Linked DNA regions of Drosophila melanogaster: region 2 is linked to region 1. The links are chromatin contacts, called in public Hi-C maps. All regions are on one chromosome and are shown on one strand. Each heading gives the region's core, a stretch centred on a gene start, on an enhancer-like site or on the middle of the called end of the contact. The rest is flanking DNA. Distances are from core to core; before and after follow the strand shown.

Evidence for each region. A called contact is a pair of places that touch in the nucleus more often than the background predicts.
Region 2: a contact with region 1 is called in a Hi-C map of the Kc167 cell line, with 4 times the contacts expected there. The contact joins the promoter of spoon here to the promoter of CG12730 in region 1. A contact is called at or near these places in 12 of 107 Hi-C or Micro-C datasets (the Kc167 cell line, the OSC cell line, cellular blastoderm embryo and 3 more) and 4 of 6 datasets of contacts at active chromatin or transcription factors (the Kc167 cell line and the S2 cell line).

The regions. Positions count from the first base shown.
Region 1 is chrX:5,514,903-5,521,721 of dm6, forward strand. It overlaps CG12730, which reads left to right and starts at 1,706. Exons shown (of 3, transcript NM_001297967.1): 1 at 1,706-2,596; 2 at 2,670-2,942; 3 at 3,142-3,869. The coding sequence starts at 2,519. The coding sequence ends at 3,237. It also overlaps asRNA:CR45518.
Region 2 is chrX:5,416,061-5,422,382 of dm6, forward strand. It overlaps spoon (spoonbill), which reads right to left and starts at 4,276. Exons shown (of 5, transcript NM_167034.2): 1 at 4,134-4,276; 2 at 130-1,314. The coding sequence starts at 4,178. It overlaps Usp16-45 (Ubiquitin specific protease 16/45), which reads left to right and starts at 5,473. Exons shown (of 5, transcript NM_167037.2): 1 at 5,473-5,607.

The DNA.
Region 1 (6,819 bases), core at 456-2,955:
GAAATTTGCATTCAAATCGAGCCGTGTATCTGGGCAACTTAGTATCTGTATCTGACAGATACCCAGCTGGCACACTTCTTTGTCGAGGTTGAGAAATGGCTACGGCCCAACTTGCCGCTTTCTTTCGAACTTCCTTCAAAGTGCCTGAAACTAATTATCTGCCTGCTCGCAAACGTTTACTCCAACTTTCGTTTAATTGGTCATAGTTATCGCCAAGTTTGTCATTATTAAAGATGCTTCTGATGCATCTGAAACTGGATTTTTTCAGCCAGAACACTGCTTAATAGCTCACATGTCGCTTTGCCTTTGGTCCTGCTCCACGTTATCCCGTCGCCAAAGCAAACAAAATCTTGCTGATGCAGCAGCTGGCAATTACAGCGAATGCTTTTCTAATTAGATGCACCCACATTTTCCAATTCCCCCCGGCCCCGCCCCCCTCTCTCTCCGCTGCTCTACAACATGGGTGGAAAAGCGATGGAAATTGCCTGAGTGCGTAAGCGAAAAACCAGCCATGTGCATGAATCGTAGGCGAGATATATCACTAAACAATGCACTCTCAGCAACGTGCCACTGAGTATAAGTTGGATATTTAGTTAAAAACTATTTAGATGCTTTTGCTGTTATTCAGTGGTTTAAAGCGCACATTTATAAAGTCCTCTGTGCACTTATCGAATTCAAAGTCCTAAAGAAATCAAAGAAATGTCCATAGGTAATCATAGCTTTTTGCCATTGAGACTCGCACGCCCTCAAGTGTAAATCCGCTCTCCAGTCAATTTTCTTCGCTTTTCCGCCGCACATTTTCCCCGCTTGTCCAGACGATTCGATGCTTATCGATGAGCGCAAATCTCGTGCCTCCCATATTTATGTATATATATATGTTTATACATATATATGCATGAGCTTTTAGAAATCATGTAGACATTAGTTGCCCTGCAGTCGTCTGACTGTTTGTTACCCTCGAAATGGAAACTGCACTTTATCGCTTAAATTGCTCAAGTGCAGTTCATTTATGATTTTCGTGCTCATTTCCGCTTGTTGTGGCCGATTTCCGTCGCATAGATATCTCACTCAGCATTTTCCGCTCTGCATTAGAATATGTGAATCTGTGAAACTGTGAATGTCTCTGAATCTCAGTCAGTCGAGGCGATTGTGCAAGTGACCTTGGCCAGGAGGCGGGGGCCACCCATGCGGCCATTTCGTAAACGAGCCACCTCTCATGAATATGAGTCAATTAATATAACTCAATTTGATGTCGGGCCAGAGTGTTTCGACTGCTACCCTATACAAGTATCTATGCATTTTCAAGAACTTTAACAATTGAATGTGGAAAATAGTACATGAGTAGCGAGAAATCAAAATTAAATGAATGAAAAAATTGTATCTGTAATATCTTTGTAGCTTTGTATCATAAAATTTTTTTCTTTTGTATGGAGTAGTGTGTTCAAAGTTCGTCAAACTTATCTGGCCACCAAATGGTTTGTGTATATTCACGTATTCCGTATGATATGTGCTGGGCAGCTTGTGTTTTGCAATGTGAATCACGACGAAATTGCATTTGATTTTGGGAGGCTCGCATTTGCATTCGCATTCGGATTTGTGCAGCGATTTATCCGTTAAGTAACTAAATCAATTAGCCTGCTGTGCCGATTAAAATAACGAGAAGCGTTTCGGTCATAGCCGATAACAAATACGATTCGAATGGCACAATCTAATGATGCTGGGCATTAAGATACAGATGGAAATTCGAATGCACAGTGGTCCAAAAAGGGCCCAACCTCAAACTGCATGTCACAAGCAATGCCAGTCATAAAAGCTCGGCACTTCACACGACTAAAAAAGCTTTGCTCACCCAGTAACCGGTCACCTTGCCTTATGAATATACATATATTTAATATATCCCTGGAGGTCAGTGAGTCACACCGTGTTAGATTCACCCCTTGACATCCCCCGAACGAAAATTAGTATAATGTAACGAAGAAGCATTCACAATGAACAGACCCCCAAAACTACAGTTAGTAAGACAAGTTAATATGGTTTATTCATTTATTGGAAATTACAGCTTTCTTAAACTAATAATCCTATTTTTTATAAATACCCAGCTAAAGCTAATCTCCTTAATATTTATAGTTTCATTAGATACCATTTGAGTAGATAACACAATTTGTACACAATATGTACTACATTTCCTGATCGTTTCGTCCCACTGTGCCATGTGTTGCTCGCTCTCTGTCTCTCTCTCTCTCTCTCTCTCTCTCTCTCTCTTTCGCCCGCTGCTTCTCTCGCTCTCGCAATTGTAGTTTTATTCGCCGAGTGTAACGATGGGAGAATTCTGAGTATTTGTGTTGTTTGTATTACTTCAGTGGCATTCTGTGCGTGCTGGCGAGCGCAATATGAATTAGTCAGCGGCGCTTCGCTACATTTGCTACATTGGCTTTAATCGCTCGTTTCTGAGGCATCTATTCGGCTGGACAATCTGGATTAACTGCATCCAAAACGTATATATCTTGTATTGGCCGCGATGTCGTTGACGGGAACCCAGGACTACGATCGCAAATACCTGCTCAGCATGCCGGGCCTGTGCAAGCTGGCCTGTTTGGTAATTAGCCTTACACATATGTGCCATTGTGTATCGCCCTTAATGTGTGCGCTTGTATGTGTGCGTCTTTCAGCTGTGCAGCTTTGTTGGAATATTGTGCATCATCTGCGGACCGGTGCGCGTGAGCAATTTCCGCGGCAGTTTCTACCTGGCCGTAGTCACCATCGGATTCGTGGCCACCGGCTGCCTGCTCCTGGCCAGGTATCTCCGGTTGTGGCAGCGCCAGTTCTGCCGATGCGATCCCACGCTCTGGTCCCTGGCGGTGCACTCCTCATTGGCCCTGGCCTACTTCACGGCCTCCGGACTCGTACTCTCCCTGGATATTGGAGCCTATACGGCGGCGGCGGTAAGTGGCGTTCTCGCAGTTAGGATAAGTTCGGAAACCAAAAGTATTACGGCTCATTGTTTCGGCTAATGATTAAGCTAGGAAAGATACTGGTAAACGAAACACTGAGCCTCCAGTTGGAGCCGATTCATTCCCTCGCTGTGATGAACTCTCTGTAGATCCGTCTAATACACCCTATTCTTCACCTTTTTTTTTACAGTTCTTTGGCCTGACAGCATTTTGCATCAACGGACTGGAGGCCTATGGAAACTATCGGCGCAGTCGCCAGCGGGAGGTGGCCACCCAAACGATATAGACTTGGTTTCAGGTGCACGAACCCAGCTTTTGGTGGCTCTTACTACGTTAGGCTTACTCTGTGTGTGTATCTGTGTGAGAGCGAGTATCTGTGTGCGAACGAGTATCTGTGTGAGTGCCAGTGCGTGCGCGTGTGTGTGAGTTTGTTTTGAGAGAGCGAGTATCGCTTGCGTTTGCTTGAAGCATTTAAGTCTGAAGTTTGAAATTGTGGCAAGCTTTTGTCGCGGGAACAGTTACCGTATGTGTTATCTAATAGTCGCTAGATATAGGTCAAGAAGTGAAGAAGATAAAGCCAGTCGATCGCAGCAATAACGTAGATATAATAGCGAACAGAAAGCGAGAGAAAACCACTAACAAGAGAGCAAATTCCAAAGAGATAAGTTGTATTGTGCCTTCTGGCTCTGCTTCTTCCCTTCTTCTGATAACTGGTTAACAATGCGTGAATATATATGTACATATATATACCCGATTTTTTTTTTACTTTTATTAAGTACATAGTATTTGTGTGTCTCAAGTGAATATACATTGAAGTAGTTAGTTTTTAGCACAATGCTTTTCATGACCACTGAATTGTTGTATTTATAAACAAATAAATCGTTTGCAATGGAAGAATAAAACAAAAATACATAAATGTAATTTGTAAATGAAGGGTGTTTTTTAATGATGAGAGTTCATATGCGTAAATTGGGCTTGAATGTCAATTGTTGATCGTGCATATTGTTATTGATTCATTTACGCAAAAGGCCACTTTCCCGAGGCTATTGTTTATTTATTTTACTACACGAACTACTTTTGCGACCATGTTTGCTTGCACAACAAGCTATTTTCACCTAACATTGCCGGATAGAATTTTTGCAACCGGCGCTCCATGAAAAAGATATCGCCAACCTTTGTTTACCTTATCCGCATTGAAACTGAAAATAAACAGGTACACTATGGTGCCCCCCTGTCTGATTTTGCTTCTTGTTTCGTTTTCGTTTTGGTTTCGGTGCTCTGTAAGCTGTTGCCATTGTTGGCTTTTCAAATCTTTTGAACCACCCACAAACGCAACAACCATCATCACCCAACAAGCAGCACCCAACGCCCACAAAAAAGCACTTGGCTCGTCTATTGTTTGTGTTGTTTTTGGGGGCTCCCGCCTCATTATTATTACTTTTGTTGCCAGTTTGATGAAGTTTTCGCCTCGATTCTTGTCTATTTCTGGCACGATTTATTCATAGTTAGTTGTTCGCCAAGCATAAGCAAATTTTCAGCCAAGTACGCTTAACAACGTAATGAAGAGCGCAATATATTCATGTGTTTTATGCCGAAAAGCGCTGGCGTAAAAAAAAAAAAGAAAAACAAAATAAATGTATAGAAATGTAGCCGCATTGCAGACATAATATGGGTTTCGCATTGCTTTACACGTGCAGTAGGCAACCCTGTAAAGTGCTGCAAGTTGCCATGACCACTCATGACCTTGTGCACTTATCGCCTATGTGTACAGAGAAAAACCATGTCCTTTAAAGGGTAATTTCCATTTCCATACAAGCTTCATTTAATTGATATATTTATGTGGTCTTGACTCTGCTCGTAAGTAGATAATTTTTTGCGGTGCTTCCTAGCCCTCTTAGCCAAATGATCATTTAATTATTTCTTCGTCGGCAGCTCTTAGCACTTCCCATACCCTAATGTGCCATAATTTCTGCTCCACCATCGACGCTCTCGGCCATGCAAGTCACGTAAAGTGAAATTAATTAGTCTTGTTTGCCAGTTAGTCGGCCTCCTTTCGGGTTGGCAAGACGAGAAAGTGGAAATGCGGAAAAGCCAGGCAAGGGGTCAATCCTTGAGTGATTGAAATGCAATCGTGTGGACCGAGTTCATATTGAGTTTGTGGAAATGTCATGGGTCCGCACTTCCTGCCAGCAAATGATTTATGCGGCCTGCAATTTGAAAGTTGGCTGGCTTAAAATATTTTCTTTTTTCGCTCATAGAATCGTGGTTAGCAGTTCAATTGGAAAATGTGACATGCCAACGCTAACGGTAAGCTGTTTCATAATTCGCTTCTGGCCTAATTAGCTGCTAATATTATCTGAGATAAAACATCAATGGATGGAAAGTGAATGGAGTCCGGCATAAAGGGCGTAATAACCACAGGGTCTGGCTCAGATGATAACTGTTGCCCAAATTACAAATTGTAATTGAGTGGAATGGGTTGCGTTGTTGTGAGGGAGCACCGTTCTTAATTAATGAAATCATTCCCGAATCAAACGCGCATTTAATCAAAGTCAAGTCGCCGTTCCTTGTGCAATTTATCTGGCTTGGTCCTGCACTTGGCAAAATTTACGTGGCCAAAAGAGCCTAATTCGCGGCAAAAGTAAGCCTAGTTCCCTAATAATACGATGTATTTCACAGTTCTTGGGTTACATTTCACACTTCAGCACTCAAATGTCTGGTCACAATCCCTGAACTATAATCAATGTTAAGCGATTTAAATACTAGTGTATACTACGGTTGGAACAAATAGGCATTTTTTTTTTTTAAGAGGATACTTTTTAATTTGTTACGCTTCTCTTTGAACCGTTTTGTGGCATTGCCGTCCCAGCCAATCCATTCCATTCAGGCCAAACACTGCGGCTGTGGCCAAATGACGCGCTGAAATGCGGGCCTAGCATCCGCCCTCACCCCCTTGACCCGCTTTTGGCCCACTTTCGAACCTCCTTTTGGCCGCCCGCCTTTACCACAGCTATGCAAACGCTTTGGGATGCTAATGCGGCCAAAATAAATGATGGCATGAAGGCATCTTTGGTCGTTTTCTTGCCGCCTTCATCTTTCATCGGCTGTTGCTTTATTCTGTTTTTGTATTCTGCTCTTCGCTTTTGGCATTACTTTTAATTTTCAGCGTCCGCATTTCATTTCTGGAAGCCGGTAATTGTCGTCCTTGCCTTTAAAACACCCGATACCTCAATTTGTTGACATTTTCGCAATTTGTATAATTATTTAAAGCCATTTAAAAAATTGACAATCGATTGGATCGATTCCTTGCTGTAAGAGCAAGGAAGCCATTAGAAGTACGATTTATTTAGAAATTTAATTTTGATGAATTTTAGATGGCCATTTTTATCATAACTTGACTAAAACTGATCATAAAGATGAAAGAATTACTGTTTTGAGCAGCTAATTACAAGGGCTAACCATCTGTATCATTTTTGGACCAATTTAGAAAAAATAATTTTTGAGTCATTTTTCGCATTTTTGGTAAGGGGTAACATCATCAAAATTTGCAAAAAATTGACAAAAAATAGAATTCTCATTTTTGGACACAGTTCGATTGGAAATTTAATAACGAGCTCAACGAGATATGGCATTCCATATTCAGACAATTATTTTTAAAGTTGTGGCCAAAAAACTGATTATTTTATGACGGAAAATCGAAAACAATTATTTTAGCAAAAATTTAAAATTTTCAGATGGCCATTTTAATCATAACTTGACTAAAACTGATCATAAAAATGAAAGAATAACTGTTTTGAGCAGCTAATAACAAGGACTAACCATCTGTATCACTTTTGGACCAATTTAGAAAAAATAATTTTTGGTTCAT
Region 2 (6,322 bases), core at 3,026-5,525, 96 kb before region 1:
GTATTCAACGGGAGGAATACTACCATAAAATCATCAAATCAAGTCAGCTAATTAGCCAGCTAATCAGCTATAGCCATGTCGTGTCGGCGGCATCGTTACCATTGTCATCGTCACACCATCACCACTCACTTGTAGATTGTAGAGGCTTTCGGTCGAAAGAGGAACTATGGTCTGGGGAAGCGCAAAGTGGATGCGTTGCATGGTGAAGTTCGGATAGCGCTTGGCCGGCAAACGTTGACGGATCATGGCCAGGGCGGCATCAATCTCGCTCTCCGTTCCCTCAATGGTACAGATGCGCACCTTGCCCGAGTAGGGATTCTTGCCTACAGACACGCTGGCCAGGGTCTTGGCCTTGATTTGGTTAATAAACGCCCGCTTGCGGCCGTACAGGTGACCAATCAAGCTGATCGGGAAGAGGAACTCGTAGGTGGTTTTCACGCGTGTCGCCTCCGAGCGCGGCAAGCTGGATCCCTTGCCAGAATCGCCCGATTGCACACTGCAAATGCTCAGCGATGGACTGGCCGCATCCACATTGCGCTTCTGATTACCATTGCTATCCACCACTTCCTCCTTCAGCACCGTCTGCTCCTGATCCTGCTCGAGCTCCTCCTGATCGGCCTCCTTCTTGGAGGGCTCCTCCTTGGGCTCACAGTTGTTGTTCTGCTCGCACTCCTTGTTGGTGTAGTTGGTATCCAGGAAGGAGTTCTCTGGCGATATTTTGGGTGTGCGCGTGGCCTTAATCACCACCGGTTCCACCGTCTTTTGGGTAGCCTTACGATTGTAGAAGGATACGCGTGTATTTACCGAATCGGGTAAATCACGTGGCGACGATAGATTCTCGAAATCCTCGTCTATGGAGCAGAGTGTCTTGTGTTCGGCATCCTGTATCTTTGACTTCAGTATTTCGGAATCGATCTGCTGCTGATGCTTGCCATTTGAAGTGCGTCCATTGCTCTGGATTTTGATTGGTGCTGATTTACCATACAACATGGTAGTGGGGCTGTCCTTCTCATCACTGCTACTTCCGCTACCGCTTCCGCTACCGTTAACTAAAGTTCCGTTGATGTTCATCGACTTGCTGGCCGACTGCTGTGGCAGCTTGCCATTCTGCAGGACTCCGTTGGCCTTGCGCGCCTGCACAGTTGGTTCAATCGACGAGTCATTGATGGCCGATGAGTCCTCGTCGTCGGGCTTGTCTAAACAATTTTTATATCTACGCCGAAACCAAAAGACGCCGAGTATAAATGCTACACCGGGCAGTGAGAGGTAGAGTAGAGGACGACCGGATACCATTTTCGCTGAATATTGAAAGATCTGAAAGGGAGAAGAAGTTATATTAGTCTGTGCGATTTGAAAATATACTTGTGTACTGTCACACAAATAGGATTATTTTGATCACACTAATACTGAAATAAAAATGAAGTAGCTTTTGTTTGTGCAATATTTGGAAAAGTTATGGTTTGTTGTTTAATTTACAATTGGAAATAATGTGTGAACACCTCTTATCAGGGCAACAATTTACAAATCAAGTAGCGTCGTATATAATTACTTTAAAAAGCTTGTCATGGCTCAAGATAAGAAACGGTACACAATATGCAATTTTGTGTAGAATAACTTTGAAAACAAAGTAAAGAGCTTTGAATTTGCGTTTAAATTTAAGCGAGAATTTCAAATATGAAATCAATTTTGAAGAAAAGTGTGAGATTAAAGGGCTAATTTGTCAACACCATCCACATGAACGTTGTTTTTTAAATAACGACATATGCATGTTGTTATATTTGAAAAAACCTATTTAAAGGTTTCGAATTGGTTTTGCAAGTCACGAGACCCGCCTGCATGTGCTCGTCTGCATAAGTGTGCGTGTGTGTGTGTGTGTTTGCCAGTGTGTTTGATTTTGGTTTTTTCCTTTCTGAACTTTTGCGTATTAATAGCAACAAATAAATACGTAAATATAGACAACAACACAAATGCCGAGAGAGAGAGAGACAACGAGAGAGAACGACGAAAAAGGTGCAAAGCGATTTTTGAATGCCACGCGGAAGGGAAAAACGCAACGGGAGAGAGCGAGAGAGATGGAGCGATAGATCGCATGCAAAGAGCGCGTGCGCAAGAACGCAAAAGAGCGTCGGCGAAGAACGGAAGAGAGGCGCAAGAAGAAACCGTTACGTTTACGTATGGCAATGGCAAATGTTACGAAATCATTACAAAACAAAACTAAAAGTTACGAAAACAACAGCTTTGCCAGAAATTCATCACCTATTCACAAAATAAATGTGTGTTTTTGTATTACCACTAGGATAAAACTGAATTCGTTGCTTCTTCCGGTTTCGTTTGTATTTTATGTCGTTTTATGGCATCAATTCGCTTCGGCTTATTTTTTGGAGTTTCTTCTATGCTTTTGTTTATTTTCTTTCTTTTTTTGTTGGGTTTCGATATGCCGGCGAAATTGTTCGAGAGATTCGAGATATCGACTGCTCGATATATGAAGGGAAACTACTTTGCACGCCTTCTAATTGCCAATTCCTCTGGCTTTTTATTTGTATTATTTTTTTTATTTCGGCACCGATTCTCCGCTCTTCACTCCATCCGCTCTTCCGCATCGGCATACCCCCACCAACCCGCGAAAAAAGAGAGGATGCGTGGTGGCAAGTTTTTATTTAGCGCCCCTTTCCACCCACACACACACTCATCCCACCAAGCGGAAACGAGACAGAAAGCCGGAGAGAAGAAAAGAGAGTGGCGAGCTCATTAGAACAAAGAAATCCGAAAACCGTTAATCAAAATCCATTCAAATGGATTGTAAGACGCTCCTTCGAATTTGGTCAAAATTTCCGGGGCCCGAAAAGTGCAAGTCATGCCGAACAGTAGTTTAAAGCCATGAGATCTTTAGTACTTTTAAGTTACTCACTATAGAACCGATTTACCCACTATACTCCCGCTTCCCCCCATCCACAATATCGTCACTTTGTTAGGGCCCAAAGGTCCTCCTGTTACACAGTGGTCAGATGATAAGCTCAATCGACAAGCAACTGAAACACAAACATACATTGTATGTATGTACATATGTATATGTATATGCATATGTATATGTATAAATGTACATATAGCGACAGATCAACGGTTGATGGGAGCATGCAGGGGGTGGGGGATAAGGGGCCTAGTGGGGTGCTATAAAATGGCCATGGAAGGGCAACTGGCCAGACAGCTGTGGCATTTCCTAATCGTCGAAACCGGGTGACGGGAATTTTTCAGATTACGTTTTATACCCTTTGCTTAGAGTATTAAAACTTGTTGACAAAGCTTGCCACATTTTGCCTAAAATTCTTAATAAATGGATATGCATAAGAGCAGGGAGAAGTGTAGTTTTACACGTATTCGTATCAACTCTTGAATTAAAACGACAAAATGTAAGATAAGGGCACAACAACTTCGCAATGGTCTTCTAGTTTTTGTTATTTTTTTTTTGTATTTCCTACACTGTAAGCTTGTTTATACATGAATATTGATGTGTCTGCGTGTCTCGGCATGCAAACAAACATGTTTAGGCATGTTTTTTGTGTGCCTTTCGGTTATTTGTTATTTTCTGACTTTGAACTTGCACATTGTTGTTGCTCCAAACTCGAATACCAGTGCGGCCAAAAGAAGAGGAAGCCGTCGAACGGGGAGGTGAAGCAACAGCCTAAAAATTTGAAATTCCCCCGAACAAGCGAGAATGAGCGACACAGAGAGGCAAGCCAGAAGAGAGCACCAAAACAACAACAAATCAGGTGCAACAACATTGCCAGCTAGCCGAAAAAGTCCACATTGTTATAATCTTGGCAACGTGGTTTCCGATCATATGGTGGCCAAAAATGGGCGGGGATTGTATAATCGGGGGATATACTACTTTATATGTGTATACATATGTATGTATGCATAGACGCAATGTTTTCTTTGTGGGAGTGGCAGCTCCTTTTCGCCTTTGTTCTCTTTCAGGCGTAAAAAAACCGAACATTAACGGTGAAAGCTGTAACACACACAGACGCACTTATGCTCGGCATGTGTATGCGTGCGATTGTGGGTGTGTGTGTGTGTGAGTGCTGTCATTGTGTAATCGCCGAATTGAACTCCAAATTTTTTCCATAACCACTTACTGTCACTTTGCCGGAACAACAACAACAGCGGCAAGGCAGAGTCATACACTTAACAAAAAGTTGACAAAAAAAAGGTAGTTAAAACGTTGGCTATGGTACCGGGAAAGAGGTGCGAATAGAGCTCAAGACACGGACATTGGAACAAATCCACACAGAACAGAACATGACACCATTTTCCGTCACATCTCTCTGTTTTGGCAAACACACACACGCACTTTTTTTGTACTAGGTTATGTTCCGCGTGCTGCGATTTCTTACCTTTGTGAACCGCTTGGGTAACTTATTTTGCTCACTATCTTTGGGTGCTTTCAAAGCTATCTACTGCACACGCGAGTTGTGTATTGTTTTTGCTTATTTGCTGGCGATTTACTGTCGTTTTCTCAACGCTAAAGTGCTGCACGAATTAAACACGTGTCTACGTTCCACCTTTTACAAATCACAATAACATGGCCGGCGTGCGGCAGTGTTGCCATGCATCCGCAAAACTCTGGCAATCGGAGCTGCCTGCTTAATCACCCGCACTCGCGATGGCCAAATCCTCGAATTACAAGAGCCTTTGTGCACACAAAAAAAAAATATAGAAAAAATCACTTCACAGTTTGAATCGCAGCCCAATTATTTCTAGAAAGCCGAAAAACGTGTGCACGGAGTGCTGGTTATCAAATCGAATGGCAGCACATGCACAAACAGGGCTGCCCACGCTCATCGATAGGTATCGATTGGGGCAATAGGTATTTTCTTAGGCGGCGTTGCCACCGAATGTGCACAAAAGTGTTGCAAATTTCGCGATATTTCGTTACGATATTTTGTGGAGCAATACTTTTGGGCATTTGTAATTTTCCAACGTAGTTCTTGGGAAGTTCTGATTTCATTTTGTCTTACCACAATATGCTTGTTCATGCGAATTTCAGCCTATTTTTTGTCAGTATAGCGCACTATAAATCGATAATTTCGAAATAATATTTATATAGGAGCAGATAGCGACTTCAATATCTCAAAGAAAACAATCACTAAAAATCTTCTTTTTAATTTAACACAGTGATGTGTGTAATTCCAAATGATATTTTTTTAAATTTATAAAGCGGCGCAAAATAAAAAAAAGACCAAGCTAGTTAGTAGTGAATGCATACATAGATTTTTGAAATCCCTTCAATGATTTAATTACCTCCTGTTTGAGCGAAGAACATAAGCAGTGTGGATAATTAATTAAAATAATAATAATAGCAATTATTTGCAGCATAAGTTGAATGATATAAATGAATTATTTGCACATGTTTCGAGACCCTATAGTTTCTGACAACGGTTCAAATTGACCACACGCGAGATTTGCGACGAAAATAAGCAACGGTCACACTTGGTCACGTCGTTCACGTTTTCTATTTACGCATAAACGAATAAAAAGCGCCTAAAAGTGCTATAAAACATATATGTTGTGTGCTCATGTGCTACACATATCGCAGCGAGTAAATTTAAGGTAGTAGGCAGATCTTGTTGTGCATGTGTGTGGGTAATCACAGTTCTAGTTTTGTAATTTTTTATATTTCCTACACTGTAAGCTTGTTTATACATGAATATTGATGTATGTGCGTGTCTCGGCATGCAAGCAAACATGTTTAGGATTGTTTTTTGTGTGCCTTTCGGTTATTTGTCATTTTCTGACTTTGAACTTGCACATTGTTGTTGTTCCAAACTTGAATACCATTGCGGTCAGAAGAAGAGGAAGCCATCGAACAGAGAGGTGAAGCAACAGCCTAAAAATTTGAAATTGACCACACGCGGGAGTTGCGACCCAAATAAGCAACGGTCACACTTGGTCACGTCGTTCACGTTTTCTATTTACGCATATACGAATAAAAAAAAGTGCATAAAAGTGCTGTAAAACATATATGTTGTGTGCTTACGTGCAACGCATATCGCAGCGAGTAAATTCAAGGTACTACTCAGATCCTGTTGTGCATGTGTGTGGGGGTAATCACAGTTCGTGTCTATGTGTGCGTGCGTATGGGCTTGATTGGTTGGGTGCGTGTATGAGTTCGGGGTCCTTTGGATTTTCGAGAAATCATCGCAAAAAGGGTAATACATATATGTATGTATGTTTGGGTGGTCAAACAGCGGGGGCACTCAATTTCGCTGGCTGGCAGCGGGGCGACGAACTTAACCTCAAATCCTGGGTCACAGTTCCAAACGTG